2 separate regions of the Macaca mulatta genome follow, and region 1 is linked to region 2. A link is a contact called in public Hi-C data. All regions are on one chromosome and are shown on one strand. Each heading gives the region's core, a stretch centred on a gene start, on an enhancer-like site or on the middle of the called end of the contact. The rest is flanking DNA. Distances are from core to core; before and after follow the strand shown. Region 1 holds the start of IRS1 (insulin receptor substrate 1). Region 2 overlaps LOC144333581 (a long non-coding RNA gene).

Region 1 (5,171 bases), core at 1,852-4,351, 790 kb after region 2:
CCACCGCTGGGGGACATCATCATGTAGCCATTGGGGTCCACTCTCTGGGGATGGCGTCTGATGGGATTGATGATCTGCTGTGGGGCAGACACGCTCTTGGGGCTCATGGGCATATAGTCTCCACTGCCCTTTCGGCTGCTGGGCACTGGGGCCACCCCTGGGGACATGGGCATGTAGCCATCATCAGTGTGGAGGGTAGAGCTGTCTGGGCGGTGGTGGCCCCCCCGACGCTCCAAGGGGTGCATTTCCAGACCCTCCTCTGGGTAGGAGTGGGTGGGCACGAAGGCAGAGTGCCTGTGTCCCGGCAGTCGGCCTCCACTGCCACCTCCTGGTGGGTAGGCAGGCATCATCTCTGTATACTCCTCAATGGAAGCCACTGAGGACTGGGACGGGGTCTTCTGGTGGGTAATGGTAGGGGATGTGCCTGCAGAGTGAGTTCTCTTTCGGAAGCGATTATCCAGATCCGCAGCACTGGATGCTTCATCCCCAGCCAAGGCTGGACTCGTGCCCAAGCCTGTTCCTGGGGTGTAGCGGTGGCCATTGCCACCCCGAGACAAAATGTAGTGACCGTTGGGGGCGGTCAGGGTGGAGGGCCCCTTGCCGCCCATGCAGATATAGTTGCTTAGCTCCTCCTCACCGCGGGCTGGTGGGGTGTGGCCCAGGGAATCCGGAGTCACACTGCGGAAGGAACTCCGGAAATCGCAGGGACTGGAGCCATACTCATCTGAGGAGATGAAACCGCCATCGCTGGGAGAACCAGACACCGAAGCACTAGATCGCCGTGGGAAGAGACAATCCGAGGTGGAGCCATGGCCGCTGGTGCTGCTGGACGACAGACTGACGGGGCTGGTGGCCGAAGGCGAGCAGCGGGAAGCTGGCATGGGGATGGAGCGGCTGTGGTTGAGCGGGGGGTGCAGCCGGGCGCTGCCCCGATGCCGGTGGGCGTGGGTTCTGTTGGTGCTCGGACTCACAGGGCTGCCATCCACCGAGGCTGGGCGGGACATGGTGCCTTCGCCGTCACTGGAGGCGCGGACGCGGAAGGAGCCTGGTTTCCCGCCCACCATGCTGGCCGGGGAGGTGGCAGTGATGCTCTCAGTGCGAGATCGTCGGGTCAGCCCCACCTGGCTGGGCGGGGGGTTGTTGAGATGGTGCCGGCGCAGGGGGACGCTGATGGGGTTGGAGCAGTTGGACGAGGACTGACTCTTGCTGCGAGGGCGGAACTCATCGCTCATAGCCCGCATGGCCTCCAGGATGGTCTCGTGCATGTTCTGGGCCACCACGGAGTCATCCACCTGCATCCAGAACTCCCCGGGCCCCGTCACGGCAGAACGGCCCACCTCGATGAAGAAGAAGTTCTCCGAGTGGCCGCAGCGCCTGATGTTCATCAGCTGCAGCACCACGGCGGCTGCCTCCGAGTTCAGCTTCACGAAGCTGATGGTCTTGCTGGTCAGGCAGAGGCGGTAGATACCAATCAGGTTCTTTGTCTGACCCAGGCCCTTGGGCTTCAGGATCACCTGCCAGACCTCTTTGAACGCGGGTCCTGGGGGCACGTCACCGTAGCTCAAGTCCTCCCCAGCCTCACCAACGCCGGAGCTGCCACTGCAGCTGCCCCCGCCACCTCCCGCCCCGAGGGCCGCAGCTCCGTCGTGGTGGCCCTTGGCACGGTTGTGCAGCTGTAGGAGAGCCTGGTACCAGCTGTCTTGCTCCGCCTCGCTGTCCGCCGCGATGGCAAAGTGCTCGTCCCGGGTGTAGAGAGCCACCAGGTGCTTGTTCTTGGAGTCAGCCCGCTTGTTGATGTTGAAGCAGCTCTCAAGGGGGATCGAGCGTTTGGGGGCGCTCGACTTGTGCCGCCACTTCTTCTCGTTCTCGTAGTACTCGAGGCGCGCCGGGCCCCCAGCCTCGCTGGCCGCGCGCAGTACGAAGAAGCGTTTGTGCATGCTCTTGGGTTTGCGCAGGTAGCCCACCTTGCGCACGTCCGAGAAGCCATCGCTCTCCGGAGGGCTCGCCATGCTGCTGCCGCCGCCACCGCCACTGAGCAGAGGGAGGCGCCGAAAAACAACCGGGTGGGGGGCGGAGGCTCCTCGCTGTGGCCCCGCACATGCAAACAGGGCTAGAGGCAGCAGAAACCCCGACTCCGAAATCCACGCCGCCCCCCGCGCCAGGGAGGGGCTGCTGAAGGAGGACGCAGCTGCTGAGCCAAGGAGAGAGCCCGACCGGAGTTTTCGGGCGCTTCACGCCCGGCGGGGAGGCAGTGCGTCCGGGGTGAGGACAGCCCCGATCCTCCGAGAGCCAAGTCTCCTCTCAGTCGCCGCCGCCACCAGGAAGGAGCGAAGATGCATCTCTCGTCGCCCCAGCTGGAGTCCGGTGCGGGGAGGCGACAGTCGGGGGTCCCTGCGGTGCCCCTCCAGGAGCGCGCGCGCGCGCCTTCCCTCCTGAGTTCCCCTCTGGAAGTAGCGATTCCCGAGGCAAATTAAATATCCTTGGGCAGGGGGAGGCGGGTTGCCAAGTCCCAACGTTGCACGGGGTTCTCCCTCCTCCTTCGCCTCCTCCCACCCCCCAACCGTCCCAGCCGCCACCAGCCGCCCAAATACCAGCTCAATCGCAGAGACCGCGGCGCTGCGGCTGTTGCTGCTGCTGCTGCTGCTGCCGCCGCCCGCGGGCGCGTCCTCTGCAGCCCCCATTCGGGCCCATCTCGGCGGGCGGAGAAAGTGGCTTTTCCATGCGAAACGCTACCGGGCAGCCAGTGCAGCTGGGGACCGACCGGAGGGACAGGCTCATCCCTGCCCCTCGCTCCAGTCGGCAGGGGAGGAGGGGAGGGGACAAGGGCGAGAGGCGATGGGGGAGGTTTGTGAAGGGTTCGGGGAAGACGCCTGTTCCTAGGGAGGCGCTGCCGCTGCAGTTACTTCCCCCCTCCTCCCTCCTCCTCCTCCTCCTCCTCCTCGGAGAGTTGCCGAGAGCCCCAACCAAAACAAGCGGCGGCGTCTGGCTCTGCGCGCCGGCCCCCTCCGACCGCGCCGCCGTCTCACTCGGAGGAGAAAAACACGTGACGGAGCCTCCGCGCTCGGCAGCCGGGCAGCCGCCGCCGCCGGGAGGCTCCCGCCCGGGTCTCTACATTCCGGGCCGAGCCCGCCCCGCGCCCGCCCCTCTCCGCCCCCCGGCCGTACTGCAGCGGCGCCCGCGCCGAGCCCCGGCGCAGCGCTAGGACAGCGCCCCTGCGCGGCCGCCAGCCCAGGCGCAGCGCCTCCCTCACCGCGCGCCACCCAGGGCGCCCCCGGCCCGCAGGAATCCCCGCGGTGGGCGCGGGCGGGGGTGTTTGGGTGGCTACCCGAACGCACGAGGGGAGTCTGGGAAAACGGGAGGGGGCGAGCTCGAGAAGACGCAGGAGTGAGGGTGGGGGGCGACGGGGGGGGCACTGCGGCTACAGAGCCCCGAGTGGGAGACCGGGGGAAGGCGGGGGCGCGGGAGCTGGGCTGCCTCTTACCTAGCAGGTAAGACTTACCCACGGGAGGAAGGTTTCTAGTCAAGGCTTTTTCTCCCAGGAAATTTAAAAGCTACATTTCGGCTTCAGGGCGATAGGCCATGGTGAGGGATCTGTATTTTTGTAAGGTTTTCTAAAGGACTTCTGGGCCAGCCCTCCACCTTGGGATCCCCAGATTTGCTGCCGTGAGGTACCTGGAAGGCACAGAGGGACGCCGAAGGGCAGTGACTCGGAGCAGTTATGGTCACTGCAAAAGGAGAACAGGGATCCCCAGGAAGTGTCTCACATCCGGCGCTGTGGGATTAGCTGCTGATCAATTAGGGAGAAAATGTAAATATCACCGTTTCTCCTGCTCCCCTTGCCCATCCGAGTGAGGGGGGATTCACACATAAGGCTGAGGGCATGGGGGAGGGGAAATGAGAGGTCCCTTATCATATTCCGAAGTCTATCCGTGACTTTAAAAAGCTGTTAGGGACCTTCAGAGGGTTCATAAGGCCAAAACCCTACTGTGCAAATATTGGCTGAAATGTTTTTTTCACACACAGCTCCCACACCCATTGAACCACCCTATAAATTTTTAACCTTGACCACAAGGATAATAGGGAGAAAACAAGGATGGTGCCAGCTCAACTGTACAGGAAAATGGGTACTTCATGAATGGACCAGATCAGCAGCCTGGGTCTCCTTGAAGCGCCCCTTTCAGGGTCACCTTGCGGTATCAGTCTCCCCACAAGCAAATGTTCCCCAAAGTTTTTTTATTTTTTAAGCTGACCTATAAACAAGCAGTTTGTCCCTGCTTGCTCGCCTGGCACTAAGGACCCACACAGATGTCACTCGGTTTAATGCTGTCTCATTTTGATGCCCGGCCCGTTTGGGGTTGCCGCCCATTTACTACTACGAGACCCTCCTCGGCCTGGGGCTTCCAAGCACTGCGGGATGTTGGCGGGGCACTCTGCAGTCCAGGCGCTGGGCATGCTCAGTGGCCCGGACCCTCCGGGCCGCGGGGGAGCGCGCCTCGGCCCAATGCGGGCTGAGGGGCGGGGCGAGTTTCCCTGGGCGGCCTGCTGATTGGTGGGATGGCCTGTTTTTCAAGCCTTGCACTGCAGAGGGAAGGTGGGGGAGAAGGGTTGAGGGTACCAAGGTAGGTTGCAAAGCGTAGTAAAAAAAGAAAAAGAAAAAGAAGAAGATGATGATGATGAAGGAGAAAAAGAACCATGAGCGCCATTCAGAGGCGTGCGATACGTAAATTAGGGGGATTGGGCATCTGCAGAGGGGCTCCTCCCTACCCAAGCCTGGGAGCCTCCCGTTTCTCCTCTCTCCTTCCTGTTCCCGGTCGTTCTGCAGCCTCATCTAAACCTGGTTAATCTATAATTTGAGTACACATGTTGAATTGAAAGCCCTCCCTCCTTTTCCTCTGACAGCTTGGTGATGTGGGCACACGTGCCCACTATAGCAAGGCTATTAATAGCAGATATTTGGAAATGGAAGCGAGGCGGCACTCACAGTGACCGAAATTCTGGGGGTATAGAGTGCCTTATGGAGGGTGGGGCAGGGAGGTGAAGAATAGAGACGCCTGAAGTTGGTGGAAAAGTGTAACTGTGTGCCTGGTTTTACCCTAGACAAGAAAAAAGAGAGATGATAAAAGGGTTGTTTACTAGTAAAAATGTAATCCAGATAAGGCCAAAGGGCTTTT
Region 2 (5,229 bases), core at 1,526-4,025:
TTGATACAGTGTACACTTATTTTAATGTAGAATGGTCCTAAAGAAATAGAAACAGTTTAGACAGCTTATCTGCCATCTGGAATAGAAGATAAAAGTACATGTTCTTTATTAAATTTTAATCAGGACACAACCTGGAGTCTATAAAAGAAATTGCTGACAGACTTGGCTACATAAAAATTCAAATGTCCCTATGATGAAGTTTCCATAATCCAAGTTAAAAGATAAACAATAGGCTAAGAGAAACAATTACACTAAGTAAAAGGAACAAAGGTGTTCATTTTATGTAAAGGATTTCTTAGAATCATGAAGAAAAAGAAAGATCCAAAGAAAAAATGGGGCAAATACGTAAACAGGCAACTCAAAACAAACAAACAAAAAACACAAAGTAAGACTTGTTCAACCTCAGTAATAATTTAAAAAGGAAAGTGAGAAAACAAGTTTTGGTATTTTTTTTTTTTTACAAAATATTGACAAAACATTTTTTAATTGATAATAAATAGTGATTGAGAGACTGTGCAAAACAGCAGTCTAGTCATAGACAATTTGGTGGAATATAAATTGTTTTTGCTCTTTGTGAGACTACTTTGGTAGTATCCATAAATTTAAAACGCATATATCCTTTCACTTATCAATTTCAATACAGTCTAGTCTATAAAATTACTAGCACGTATGGTCAAAGATGTGTACCTAAGAATGTCAGTTTCAGTATTATTTATAATAACAAAAAACTGGAAATACCCTAATTATGTATCAATAATGTAATAATAAATCATGAAATGTTATACACCAGTCAAAAATGAGATAGATTTATAGGTCTTGATTTTTTTAAAAAGATCTCTTTGGTGTAGTAAGTGAACAAAATCACTTTGCAGAATAAAACATATAGTATGATTGAATTTGTAGGCTTTTAAAATTTATATGATTGCATATATACATATATGCATATAAAAATATTTACAAGGGCTGGATGAATTTTATAAGGGTTAGATGAATACTATAGTGCGGAAATATGAATTTACTTCTGGGGAAGGGAATCATTTGGGAAAGTGGGAATCCAGATGAGATTTTCATTGTTTCATGTGTATAACCCTACATTATGTAAATATTCTATGATAAAAATATGTTCTTATATAATTGGAAAAATAAACAATAGATATTAAAAACCTTCCTAATATTGGAGAAAACAGTAAAGTTAAAGACTTCTTAACGGAAAAACAAAGCACACGTGTTCTAATTGTAAGAAAAGCTTCAGAATTTCCTGGCTATGCCTATTTTTGACAAAATGCTAGTGCTGTGTTAAAAGAATACATTAAAATTTAACACTTTATGATTAAATGTAAGATTTAGGGTGTGGAGATTTCAAAGTGTGAATTTGGTTAAAATTTAGTTTGCTTGTTGCTGCTGGTTTTTTTTTCTTTTTCTTGTAAAGCTGTAACTGATAAAAAGTCTTAGAGAGGAGAGAGTAACCGACGCTTAGGCAGAATAAAGTCATTATCATCGAGAAGGTCTTTCTCATTCCATTCAGGCCCCTTAATAACTTTATTGCATTTCTAGGTATAAAGATCATATCTCACTAGGGAAGAAACTGCATGATATATGCTGGGCAGTTGCCTACCTACCATTCTCATGCGTTGGTTGTGAGAGCAACACCTGTGTTCTTTCTATATGTAGATGGCTCCACTGCCATCCTTCCCAAAACTTCTGGAGGTCACCGTTTTTACAACAGGATATCTCTCGCACCAGTGACCTGCATTTTAACACTTTGCCCTGTTATCTATAGAAAGAGAGGTTCTTTCCAAATGCCAGGAGTGCCTTAAACTTTATTTCTGAGGTAAATCAGACTCACACAAAGTTAGCGTTCCCCAAAGTGGGGGTGCCTCTGCATAAAAATGTTCTCCAGTGGATAATTCATCATGTGATATTTCAAGCACTGAGACAGCAGAAGTGACAACATTTGGAAAGAAAGGATGGAATTTCCTTTCTTTACATGTGTGAGGAGCGCGCGCGTCTGTGTGTGTGGGGTGGGGTGGGGGCCTATGGGAAGGAGTGGATCTTGTAGTGGACAGCATTCTTTGAATGTAAATATACATGTAAACATATAAATATATAAATATATATGCGCGCATTTTTCTCCTGCATAAAGGAGTCAGGCCGATCTCTTTCTATTTGATCTTAATCCCTCTTCCCCGCCAGCGTGGCCCAGGAGCACCCCTCTCTTTCTAATAAACGGCTGGCAGAGCAAGCCGTTCACGCAGTCCCCTTTGATCACCTTGGAGCTGTCAGCCCTTGCTGCTGTTTTCCTCCCAGCTCTTGTTCCTGCCTAAAAGTGGAAGTAATACCCCCTGAAAGAAATACCCTAGGTGTCCTGCAAAGCATTAATCTATTTCTTCTTTTTCTTCTTTTTTTCCTGGGGCCCACCCTCCCAGTTTGAACAAATCCCCCTCTTCCTCCCTCCTCCCCTCTCTGCAGAATCCCAGTTCCTTTTGAGACACCCTCCACTGTGCCGGCGTAACCCCCTGGGCCCTCGCTGTCTGAGAAGCTACCACCCGGCCAGACAGGGGAGGCTCCGCCCCGCCCCTGCACCCGGCTCCCTCTCCCCCGCCGCCCGGGAGCCCGGATCCCACAGGCATCTGTGTTCGCAGGTTCTGCCGTTTGCTTTCGGGAAGGCGAGCATTGTTTTCCTCTGGATGCAAGGTTTTGCTGACGCACACCCACCTTCCCCAATGCCTCCGCTTCCCTTCCCCCTTCGGGGACTTGGGATTGCCCTGCAGACGCCCTGGACTTGCATTTTGGTCTCCGGCTGCAGTGTTTGGGAGCGAGGCTGCGGGTGCGACCCAGCTCCGGCTCAGCTGCGCGCATTTGCAAATGCGGCTGCGTCCAGACAGGACCTGGAACACATTTCCAAGCTCACGTCCCCGTTTCTTGTTTACAGCTGAGATTATAAGCAATCTATGTGCCCTCTTATCATCGTGTCAGGCAGTGATATATAGTTTGTAAATATTATTTAAAGGAAATGATTCGCAAAGGCAAACAATTGCAAGCAAAGTATATGGACCATGAGGTTTATCTTTAATGTACATACCAGAAGGACAGGGAAGGGGGCTGGGAGACGGGAAAATTATGGGGTGAGGTGTGTGGGTGGGGGGAAAGGTGGCAGGGATGACTCAAAGGATTCTGGTGATTCGATGACAGTGACATAACTAATTAAATGTAATGTTGCTTAAAAGCCTTTGCTCTCTTTCTGAAATTGCTCGAAAGTATGCATTATTAAAGAAAAAAAGATAATGTAGAAGGAGGGGGACTTAGAATGACTGAATACAACTCATTGTGCTGGCTCAAAAATGTCAAACTGCAGTGGAAAGAAATACAGCATTACAGGCTGGTGCGCTGAGGCCCCAGCTAGGGAAGGGGGAACTGTTAAGTGGAAAATTCCGGGAGAGAACTCGTTTCCATTTCCAATGGGAAGAAAGAGAGTGTTGTTGGAAGCTGGCAGATCTTTGGAAAATACAGGGGAGCACAGGGAAAATGACAAAAATGATCTCATTGAACTCTGAGAAATCTAGCAAACAAATAGCTTTAGCCCAACCTACCACATTCTTACAGTGCCTGTGCCTGCATACCAAGACTGAAAGAGGCTGAAATCTCAGCTCTCCCTCTCTCTGGTCCCCTGTGTCTCCTGAGAGGAAAGGAATGATGCTTGAGACACTGGCAGCAGCAGAGGATCATGACTGTAGAAGTGTGTCTACGAGTACATGTGTGCTTCCTCAAATAGACTTGTGTGCTTAGGGAGATACTTACTTGGCATCCTGAATACTAAAACGATGGTGCAGCTGTATTTGTTGGACACTAGAGGATTTCAGTTTAAGGAGCATTTTTCTGTCCGAAAGAACCACAAATCCTAACAGGAGTCACAAGGTTTTGCCACCCTATGGGTGGCTTCTGTTAGTGGGTTTTCTTCTAAGGATAGCCCGAATTGCATCACGAGCAGCTAGGTGATGGAGCAGGGTGAGAGCAATCACATCTCAGTAGCTGTGTGCAGGTGTATTCGTATATCCACGACCAGGAATGTTAGAATTATCATTTCATGTTCCAATGGAGAAAAACAGACACTAATAAGGAGCCATGTTTTTTGTTATTCTGTAAAGCTTCTGTCAAGAAGAAAGAAAGAAAAATGCCAGGCAGTGAGTGTACTGCACGTACACAAATGAAGTTCAAATGATCTTCATTTGCTATGCTGATTTTTTCTCTATGAGATCCACAGCACACTGACAAGCTAAAGAAAACTTGCTTTACATTTATGGGTAGAATATGTGTGTATGTGTGTTGAGCAGCACTTTTAAATACATTCCTCTCCATAGTAGTCTGATAATTTAATAACTGTTGAATTATATTGAAAACACTTTATTAAAACTATTGGTCCATTTCAAGTAAACTTTATTAAAAATTACAGATGACCGAATTTACGTGATCAACATTCCATCTACTGACAAATCCAAAGCATAGATCAGCATATCCTGTATTAGTCCAACGTCTGCTCCAAAAATTTAATTGTACTTGGATATGTAAATTCAACGCTATGATGGACTTTGGGACTTGTAAATTTTACATAGAAAACAATATTTGGTTCAGACCAATTCTTAAGCTATGTCCAATTGCCAAGGCAATGCCCATAGTTGATCGAAGAAATATACTGTGAGTTACTCATTATATACTTAAGATATAAATGTTCGTGTCTGTCCTTACAAACAACTTACTTATATAGAGTTTTAATGAGATATAAGTCATATCTCATAACATTCACTTACTTTAAGTGTTCAATTCAATGGTTCATAGTATTATTTACAGTTACACCACCATTAGTACAGTTCCATTTTAAGGTATTTTCATCACTCTACAAAGAAAGATAGTGATTATTTACGATCACTATCCTTTCCTGCCCCAGCCCTAACTAATGTTTTTGAGGTCCATCCATGTTATTCCTTTTAATTGCCAAATAGTTTTCCACTGTATAGATATACCACATCTTACTTATCGATTCTTCAGTTGAGGAACATCAGTTGACGAACAGAAATGTTTCCATTTCTGGGCTGTGGTGATTAATGATGCAATGAACATTCACATATAAGTCACTGTGCAGACACGTTCTATTTTTGGTAGATACCTAACTAAGTGTGGAATTTCTATTTCATATGGTATGCTTACATTTTTCAGAAACTGCCAAATTGTTTT

The links. Hi-C and Micro-C count contacts between places; a contact is called where the count stands out from the background.
Region 1: a contact with region 2 is called in a Hi-C map of fetal cortex germinal zone, with 2.2 times the contacts expected there. The contact joins the promoter of IRS1 here to the enhancer-like site in region 2. A contact is called at or near these places in 2 of 14 Hi-C or Micro-C datasets (fetal cortex germinal zone and fetal cortical plate).

Annotation. Positions count from the first base shown.
Region 1 is chr12:132,062,158-132,067,328 of T2T-MMU8v2.0, forward strand. IRS1 (insulin receptor substrate 1) reads right to left here and starts at 3,102. Exons shown (of 2, transcript XM_015111186.3): 1 at 1-3,102. The coding sequence starts at 2,009.
Region 2 is chr12:131,274,031-131,279,259 of T2T-MMU8v2.0, forward strand. The region is part of intron 1 of LOC144333581 (a long non-coding RNA gene); the gene reads right to left. Among named protein-coding and RNA genes, the nearest start is that of NYAP2, 620 kb to the left of the region's middle. Within about 2 kb of position 2,776, at least 20 of the 40 cell types and tissues checked have an H3K27ac peak or open chromatin away from gene starts, as enhancers often do. A contact at or near this core is called in fetal cortex germinal zone and fetal cortical plate, where this site is marked.